Linked DNA regions of Sus scrofa: region 2 is linked to region 1. Evidence: chromatin contacts called from public Hi-C data. All regions are on one chromosome and are shown on one strand. The core of a region is the stretch at or near the end of the contact, and the rest is flanking DNA. Distances in the headings are between cores, read along the strand shown.

Evidence for each region. Hi-C and Micro-C count contacts between places; a contact is called where the count stands out from the background.
Region 2: a Hi-C map of liver shows a contact between it and region 1, with 4 times the contacts expected there. The contact joins the promoter of GRTP1 here to the enhancer-like site in region 1. A contact is called at or near these places in 13 of 47 Hi-C or Micro-C datasets (alveolar macrophages, blood, embryonic fibroblasts and 8 more) and 2 of 2 datasets of contacts at active chromatin or transcription factors (alveolar macrophages and skeletal muscle).

Annotation. Positions count from the first base shown.
Region 1 is chr11:78,422,175-78,426,485 of Sscrofa11.1, forward strand. The region is part of intron 3 of MCF2L (guanine nucleotide exchange factor DBS); the gene reads left to right. Among named protein-coding and RNA genes, the nearest start is that of MCF2L, 17 kb to the left of the region's middle. Within about 2 kb of position 2,502, at least 11 of the 83 cell types and tissues checked have an H3K27ac peak or open chromatin away from gene starts, as enhancers often do. A contact at or near this core is called in liver, retroperitoneal adipose tissue and skeletal muscle, where this site is marked.
Region 2 is chr11:78,635,753-78,640,063 of Sscrofa11.1, forward strand. It overlaps GRTP1 (growth hormone-regulated TBC protein 1), which reads right to left and starts at 1,750. Exons shown (of 9, transcript XM_021065974.1): 1 at 1,578-1,750; 2 at 1,372-1,388; 3 at 1,238-1,369. The coding sequence starts at 1,624.

The DNA of each region.
Region 1 (4,311 bases), core at 1,252-3,751:
AAAAAGGAAAGCGATTCGACCCCTGGCCTGGGAACCTCCACATGCCGCAGGAGCGGCCCAAGAAATGGCAAAAAGACAAAAAAAAATAAAAAAATTAAAAGGAAAGCGAAAACAAGACAGCTCAGCCACGAAGTAGGAGAAGAAAATGAAATTTCAGAAACGAAAACTCAGTCACTGAAGTAAAACGTCTCCATCAAATAGAAGGACCTGGGGCCTCAGCAGCCGAAGAGCGAAGAGCAGGCGGTCCAGCCAGAAAACAGGAAGCAGGTGAGCAGCGCGTGCTGCCGGCGGTGCAGCCCCGCCAGGTGGCGAGTGGCTGCAGATCTGCCCCTCACCTGGCAGGGCGGTGGCACTAGAGGATGGCAGCGCCCGGTGCCCAGCGCTGGCGAGGATGCTGAGAAGCTGGGCGTCTGCGCTGCTGCTGGGGCTCCAGGCGTCTGGAACCGACCGCCAGTGTCTTTTCAAACGGACCTGCAGCTCTCCTCCGACCGGGCAGTGGCACTGCTGGGCGTTTATCCCAGAGAAAGGAAAACCCATTCGCACAAATCCGCGTGCATCAGTGTTCAGATTCGTTTTATTCAGAGGAGCCAGAATCTGGAGAGGGTGGATGGTCAGAAAAGGCTGTGGTCCCTCTACTCCGGGGACGCGAACTGCTCGTCAAGCAGGTTCACGAAACCCCCGGGCGCGTCCCGGAGTCAGGCTGAGTGAGGGCCAATCCCATGAGGTTATGAGCATTTAGAGAACATTCTTGAAGTGACGACTCTATGGAGGTGGAGGACAGACGCCTGCTCGCCAGGGTTCAGGAGGGGGTGGGGGAGGCGGGTGTCCGGGAGGGGACCGTGTGGTGATGGGGAGGCCTGAGTGTGGCTGTGTTGGCGTCCGTGTCTGAGTTGTGACATCCTGCTGTCGTTCTGCACCTTGTATCGTTGGGGTGGGGGGAGAAACCTCTCTGGATTATTTCTTATAGCTGCCCGTGACTCTGTGTTGTCTTTTTAAAAAAGGAAATTAATCCCCAGCCCTCTTTACTCACTGCCAGGAAGCTCCCACACACGTGCTGCATTGGAAGGGCTCTGCCAAGGTGCGGCGTCGTGCTTGAAGTGGGAAGGAGGGAGGGAGCCTTCCTTTCAGGTAGCTTTGACCTTGACTGGCTTAAAATAAGGATTCGCTGCAGAGTTGCATGTCCCCAGAGTTACTTTTTTTTTTTTTTTTACCATTTCTTGGGCTGCACTCACGGCACATGGAGGTTCCCAGGCTAGGGGTCGAATCGGAGCTGTAGCCACTGGCCTACGCCAGAGCCACAGCAACGCGGGATCCGAGCTGCGTCTGCAACCTACACCACAGCTCACAGCAACGCCGGGTCCTTAACCCACTGAGCGAGGCCAGGGCTCGAACCTGCAACCTCATGGTTCCTAGTCGGATTTGTTAACCACTGCGCCACAACGGGAACTCCCGACCTTCATGCTTAAGTAGATGTCCAGGTAGGTTAACCCAGTTTCAGTGACCTTGATGGTGCGCTTGGAAAACACTGCCTCTAAGTTAAGGCTTGAATAAATGACATTTCTGAGATTGGATCGGGTGCGTGTGTAAACAGTCGGCACCAGACAAAGGAGGAGGAGGCCCCGCGATTCCAAGGCCACGGCCACTGCTCCCATGGGAGCCTCGGCAGGGGCTGGGCGTGAGCCCCCTGCCCTCCCCGCCCTCCCCCGCTGCCCCACGGTGGTCGGTGCTGCTGGTGTCACTTGGTGCGTTTCACATACACACCGGCCTCCGGGTTTGTTTCCTGGAGGGCTCGGCCATGAGGCGCTTCCTGCGTCGTCTTTTCCTGCCGGGTCCCTGGGGAGAGACGTGAGGAAGCCCGTTTTCCTCAGGACGCCTCTCCCGCGTCCCAGCCCAGAGGCTCTGGGCCCAGGGACCCGGGTCCTGCAGAACCTGCGCCCGAGCCCCTCCTCCGGGCCGTTTCTGTTTTGCGGATTTGGGGTGCGGAGAATCGGAAAACGTAGGCTAAAATCAAATTTAAATGTATTACTATTAATTTTCTAAACAAAGGAATAAACCCACTTCCTAATTACAGCTTGGCGCGTCCTCCAGTGTTTGTGGTTTTGGACCAAAGTCCTGCAGCGCCGGAGTGTAAACAGCCGTCTGCCCGCCCCGCCTGGTGCCGCTCAGAAAAGGCCCCTTATCGGTCCCATCGCAGCCCTATTGTTAGCGGCTTCCTCTCCACTCAAACGTCCCATCCACCTCCAGGGAGAGCCCGGCAGGCGACAGTTACACGCAGGTCTGGGGCGCAGCTTGTGTCCTGAGGAGCAGCTGACCCCTGGCGGGCGGAGGGGCCTCGGTGCCAGGGGGGTGGAGGGTGGGGTTCAGGATCTGCCCAGCGCCCAGGCTGAGAGCTCTGCTCCGTGCACGTAAAACCATGTCAGGGCAGGGCTCACGCGTTCTTACCACAGTGAAGGGGCCACAGGGAGCTCGGTGTGAGGGCTGTGCCTGTCCCCACGCGCTCACGTCATGCGGACTCGGCGCTGAACTCATTAATGGTGCGGTTCGAGCATCTCAGCCGTGTCCCCGGTTAAGCCGTTTAAAAAGGGAATGTGTGAGGCGGTCCCGCCTGGCGCAGTGGGTTAAGAACCTGACTGCGGTGGCTCAAGTTGCTGCAGGGGCGGGGGTTCCATGCCCAGCCTGGCGCAGTGGGTTCAAGGATCCAGCATTGACCTAAGTCGCGGCTGTGGCTCGGATTCAGTCCTTGGCCCAGGCACCTCCGTAGGCTGTGGGCGTGGCTGTTAAAAATGTTTAAAAACTAGAAAAGGAAAAGCGAAGTAAGAGAGCAAACACTGAAACGCTGTTGGTGGAGCCTCTTTAATTGTCACCCTTCCTCCGACCCTCCTGATCCGCCGGCCTCATCTGGAATCCACAGAGGCCGCGTGGAGGCTGGTCCCCTCTGACCACCGTTCTCCGTGGCCTGAGCCTCTCCCCGCGTTGCCCACCCCCAGACTCTGGTTTGGGGGAGCTGGGCCTCAGGAGGGGGGTGCCAGGCTCCTGGGTCTGTGTGCTGCTGCAGGTCGGGCACCCAGCTTTGCTCGTATCTGCCGGCTTGTGTGAGGAGGTGGTCCTGGGACCCGTAGAGCTGCGCTGTGTCACACCCACTGGGACCTCTGTGCCTGCCGAGCCAGCGCCGTCTGGGGGCCTTGCTTCCTCAGACCTCGGCATCAAGGGGACACGGCCATGACCTGGGCCTCGGACATGGAGGCTCAGACACGCGCTGGATAAATGGACCCACAGGCAACCTTGCATCCCTGCCGGGCCTCGCCACCATGGGTCAGGGGAGCCCAGGGCCCCTAGGACACCCTGAACCCGGGGACACGGCCAGCAGCGTGTCCTGGCTTTTGTGGCTGACTATGGGTATTACACGCTTGTTAATGTGGACACGGTGGGTACCACGTGCCAGGCGCTGCTCTAACCATGTCCACGTATTTAACCCTCAGAACGACCCAGGGATGGAAGAGCATTGCGGGCCCCATTTACAGACGGGGAGACCGAGGCAGGGTGTGAGCAGTGATTTCTCCAAGTCACCCACCTGGAAGTAGCCAAGCTGGGACTTGAGCCAGGTAGCTGACTCTGGGACCCAGCCCCTGCCCCACGCTGCCAGGCGGAGTCTCCACAGGGCCGTTCCCGTCCCTGCAGCCCTTCCAGCGCGCGACTTTCTGTGGGGAGGGTCCCTCTGGAGGCCCGGATCCAGGCTCGAGTCTGGGGTGGCCCACACACCCTGACGTGTGGGCCTCCGGGGGCACAGGCAGGCGAGCCCCAGGGCCTCGGAGAATGAAACCAAGTCGAGCTCCAGAACTGAGCTGGACACGGCCTCGCGTCCCAGCCGGGGCCCCGCCAGGCCCTCCGAGTGTGTGCATGGTCTCACCCGGTTTCTTAGAAGGGATCTGAGATGAAGGAACGCAGCCGATGCTGCAGCCTTTTGATCCGTTTTCCTCCTTCCAGGGGGCACGGTTACCGGGGCGAATGAACAGCCAAACACAGGCGCGGGGTCGTGCCGCTGGCGCTGTGCCCTGACCCCGAGGGTCGGAGTCGCTGCTCTGATGGGAGGTTCTGTCCTGAGACCCTGAACTGAGGTTCCCGTGACGAGAGGAGAGCATTCAGCATTTTGCCTTTTAGAACTGCCACGTCTCTGCCCGTGCTTCCAGACACGCACCCCAAAGCCCGAGGGTGCATCACAGCTGCTTACGAGTCTGTAACGCCCTTGTTAGACCCTGGTCACCTGCCTACGTGCGTGGGGCCGCGTGACAGCCGCGAGTGACCTGGGCGTCG
Region 2 (4,311 bases), core at 500-2,999, 210 kb after region 1:
TAAGATGTTTCATCATGTGCAAAAATTGTGTTTGTTTTTACACACCAGTAGGAAACGTTTAAAATCAGATCACACAGGGCAATACGAAGGCAGAGGCGCCGCAGGGAACAGGTTAACATGAAGGAGCAGCGCTGGGGACGCCACCTTCACCAGGACCTCGGCTTTGGGCTCTGGACGCCAGGACGTCCCACCTCTGAGGTCCCCGCAGGCTGACTTAGGAAGCGTTCCCTTACGGGTGTTTTACTAAGCTCTCCTGGCAGTCACAGCCCTGGCAGAGGGAGAGGCCGGGGCGAACCTGCCCACACCAGTCCCTCCGGTATTTCCCAGACACGGCCTGCGGCTGAGGCCGGCCCTCTGGGATCTATCCACCAACCTCTTTAAAAGCAAAAACTGACCTGTCGCCCCCTTGCTTAAAAACTGACTGCTCTCTGCCTGGTCGCGGGCCGGCCGTCTGCCCACCTGTGCCCGGGCAGGGCCTCAGCTCCGCGCCAGACCTCCTCCCAACACTCTCCTGCTCCCTCACACAGCTCAGTCCCTCGTGGGTCGTCATGTGCGGAAGCCCCCTCCGCCCTCTGCCCCTCTGCTTGAGCCCCCTGACCTCCTGGGCACACGTCTGCCCTCACCACCTGCCGGGCAGGTGCCCCTAGTCTGGCCTCTGTCTAGGCAGCATGGGCAACAGTGCGGGCAACCCCTTCGTGCGTTCATTCATTCAACAAACACTGCAGCGATCGCTCCCAATCCCGCAGGCAGGCAGGAACCAAGGATAAAATAAGTAAGCGAAAGGCTGCATAGACAGGAGCAGGAGACAGGCAAGAAGGCAGAAGTGCGGGCCTGTGAGGTGTGACGAGAGGGCCCGAGGGCTTCAGGAGGCATGAGGCCGGGAGCCGGCACCGTGGGCGGAGGAAGAGGTGCGGGTCCACTAAGGACCCGCCTCTCACTCGGAGCGGGCGGGGCGCTCAGTCCAGAGGTGTGCAAGCGCAGAGCCGCGGCCACGCTCATCCTGAGGAGCGGGAAATCAGGTTTCTTCTGGAAAGAAGGCCATGGTCGCCATCCATCTCGAAGGGAAGATAGGAAGCCCTCGCTTCCTGCACAGGCGCATCGGCCTCAGCTGTGAGCCCGCAACTCCTGCGTCAAAGGGCTTCCCGGCCGCCTCCCCCAGGAACCCCGACCCCCGGGGGCACCCTCGGCTGTGACTTGAGCTCCGGGGAGTGGGGGGGCGCTCAGGCTCCGAACTCACCCGTCATACTCTTCTGGACACCACCGCCTCCCTTGAGAAGTTTGGACCATTTTATGGCTCTTCTGGTGAGTATCACCAGGTAGGCGGAGAAAAACTCTTCATAAGCTGCATAATCAAAGTCTTCAGGCCTTCAAACCCGTACGGATCAACCCTACGGCACAAGGAGGCCCGGAGTAAAGCTCCGCGCGCACTTGGGACGGGGACCTGCCGTGCGGAGCTGCGGGCCCGCGTCGGGGGCGCAGGAGGGGGCGACGGGCCGAGCGCGGGCGCGCACGCAGCCCAGGGGCGCGCAGGCGCGGGCACCACCGCACCGGATCCGCACCCGCGCCCGCGCGCCTACCTGGGGACGCGGTCCCGCGCCGCCTGCGCGCGCCCCGCGGTCTCCATGCGGGGAGGGCGGCAGGGGCGCCGGGGCGCGGGCCCGCGGTGCCAAGTCCACCTCCCGGGACTCCCGGGACTCCCGGCGGCTCGCGTCCTTCCGCCGGGCCGCGGGCGCCGGGAGGCGGGACTGGGGCGAGGGGAGGGGAGGGGAATGGGGAGGGAGGGGTGGGAATGGGAGAGGAGGGGAGGGCGGGGCGGGGCGGGGCTGGCGAGGGAGCGGAGGGGCGGGGGGGGAGGGGGAGAGCGGAGGCTGCACCTGCTCCTGCCGCCCCTGCGCAGGGCGGCGACCGGGACTGTTGGAGCCGGGAGCCTGGGAGGGGCCGCAGCCCTGCAGGCCGCCCGGTCCGCAGGCAGGAGGGAGGAGGCCGGTGGGATGGGGGATGGGGGGCCCGGGGGCGGGAATGGAGCTCAGCCTGGCAAAGCTGGCTGAGCAGGTGCGGCGGGGACCACCCCTGCGCCCCACCCAAGGGCCTCCCGGGGCCTCCGGGCCTGGAGCAAAGGTTGGCGATGAATTTGCTGTGGATTCTTGCGACAGCCTTTTGAACCTCAGAACCGCGCAGGTCCAAAGGCCAGAGTTCTGACCCGTGACCGCTGTTTTAATATTCATTGGGCAGAAAAAGATTTTTTCCCTTGCTCTCTCTCCTTCAGCCTTCTCTTCATTCCTAATCCCCGCAGCCCCTCCCCGGGGACATCTGACTCTGGCGGGAGGGGTCCGGTCCCCCACCCCCCCACCCCGTGCCTTCTTCCAGCCTCCAACCAGGGGCCAGGCCTTGGAGCCGGGGCTGCCAAAGTGCTGCTGGATGTGGCGGCCCCAGCCCGCAGGTAGACCGTGGCGCGCCCTGCAGGGCTGCCAGCTGGAGTGACTTGGGGTTAACACCCCAGACGTCTGCTGCTCCCCAAAGAAGGCAGAAGCGGGGGCTTCCTCCTCCGCCACCTCTTCCCACTTTTGTTCGGGAGCACGAGGCGACTCTGGCTGCCTCCGAAGGAACAGAAATGCCTTTTGCTCTGAGGGCGTGTCCACCGTCTCCTTGGGTACTGCAGGGCGGCCTGGCTTTGAACGGTGGCTTCTCCTGGTCGGTCATCATCACCCTGTCTGGACATTTCGATATCGTGGCATGAAGACCACACACCAACTGCTTGCCATATTTAGGAGGCCGTGGAGAAATTGCCCAAACTGCCTGAGAAGTTAAGGTTCTTGAAGATAGGAGGTGCTTTTGTGGCCTCAGCCTTCCACCTCCCAAGGGTCCTTTCTAGAAAACGGATTCAGGACAGTCAGCAAACCAGGCAAAGCGGAAGGACACCGTCCCTGTGCAGGAAGCCCAGCCCCCAGGGCCAGGCCCTTTGGGGAAGATGCCTTTCTCGAACTCCAGACGTGCTCTCTTGCAACACACACCTATGGCAGGTGTGGTGGAGACGGTTCTGCCAGTGTCCGCCGCAAGGCCACCTGGGCTGTCGTGAACAGCCTGCTCCTGACATGGGTTTTTCAGGAACGTTCCATCTCAGGACTGAGCAAGGAGCCTGGAGGTCGTTTGGGCACGTCCGGCCCTGTGTCTGTCCGTTTCCGCGGGAGACTCTACGGAATTGGTGGTCTGCTGAGCACGACCCCAGATGCCCCCTGTTGCTCTGGGAAAACCTCCCAGCCTTCAGCTCAGGTCACAGCATTTTGCTTTTGAGACTCAGTGTCCTTTTCAGAGACCCTGCTCTGGGCCACCTCCTTGGCCTCCCCACCAGGCGCGTCCATCAGCAGACCCCAGTCCACAGTCCACTCGCCCTTCGACCGGCTCAGGCCTCCCGGGCGCGCGCTGCCTCCACCTGTGCTGCTCTGACAGCCACAGGCACGTGCCCCCCCCCACCCCGTTCTTCCTTCTCCTTTCCTTGCGGCTCCTCGGCCGCTCAACAGGGCTGCTGCCAATGGAAGCAAATGACTCCCTGATCTCTGTCCCGTTCTGATCTTTCTTTGGGCCCGAACCACGTTTCCCCTCCCTGTCCCCATCCCCAAGAGCATGTCCAGCACGGCTGCCCCCCTTCTTTTGTGCCCCAGCTTGCAGCCCTGTTGGCCGCAACTGCCACCAGCCTGGCGGGCCTGGCAGACGCTTCTTGCTCCCTCATGGCCGCTCACTCCTGCCCTTTCCAGGCAGATTCCAGCCGCTCTGCCCCGCCACGTCCTCACAGCCCCCCGGTCCCGGTCCTGGTCCTGTGGCTGCGATGCCCTGACAGAGCACAGACCGCGGACGTGTGCACTTGGACTTGAGCGTGATGGCAGTGCCCCCAGGGTAGTGGGGGCCAGATGGACTGGGGGAGAGCGTTAGGTAAGGTTGGGCCGCCCTCCAGGGAGAGTGGAGGCAGAGACAGAGGCCAAGCCAAGGGAGGTGGTCAGGAGCCAGAAGGCGGTTTCAGAGCTGCCGCCCTGCCCCCAACCCCTGCCCGAGCTCCCCGCTCAAGAGCCAGAGGCGGCCAGACCCCTGTGTCTTCGGTGACCCTCTGTCCACCTCCAGATGCCAGGGCACCTGCTCCAGCCAGATGCCCCGCCCACAAAGCCAGCGATGGTCCCCGACGGGAGACCCACGTGGAGGAAGGGAGCAAACTGTGCCTGACCCCCAGAGCCAGTGTGGCCCTCGCTGGGGCAGCTGGCTCTGGTGTCCCCGAGCCTGCGGTCAAGCTGTGTGAGGACTCCACACCCAGGGCCCGCTCCT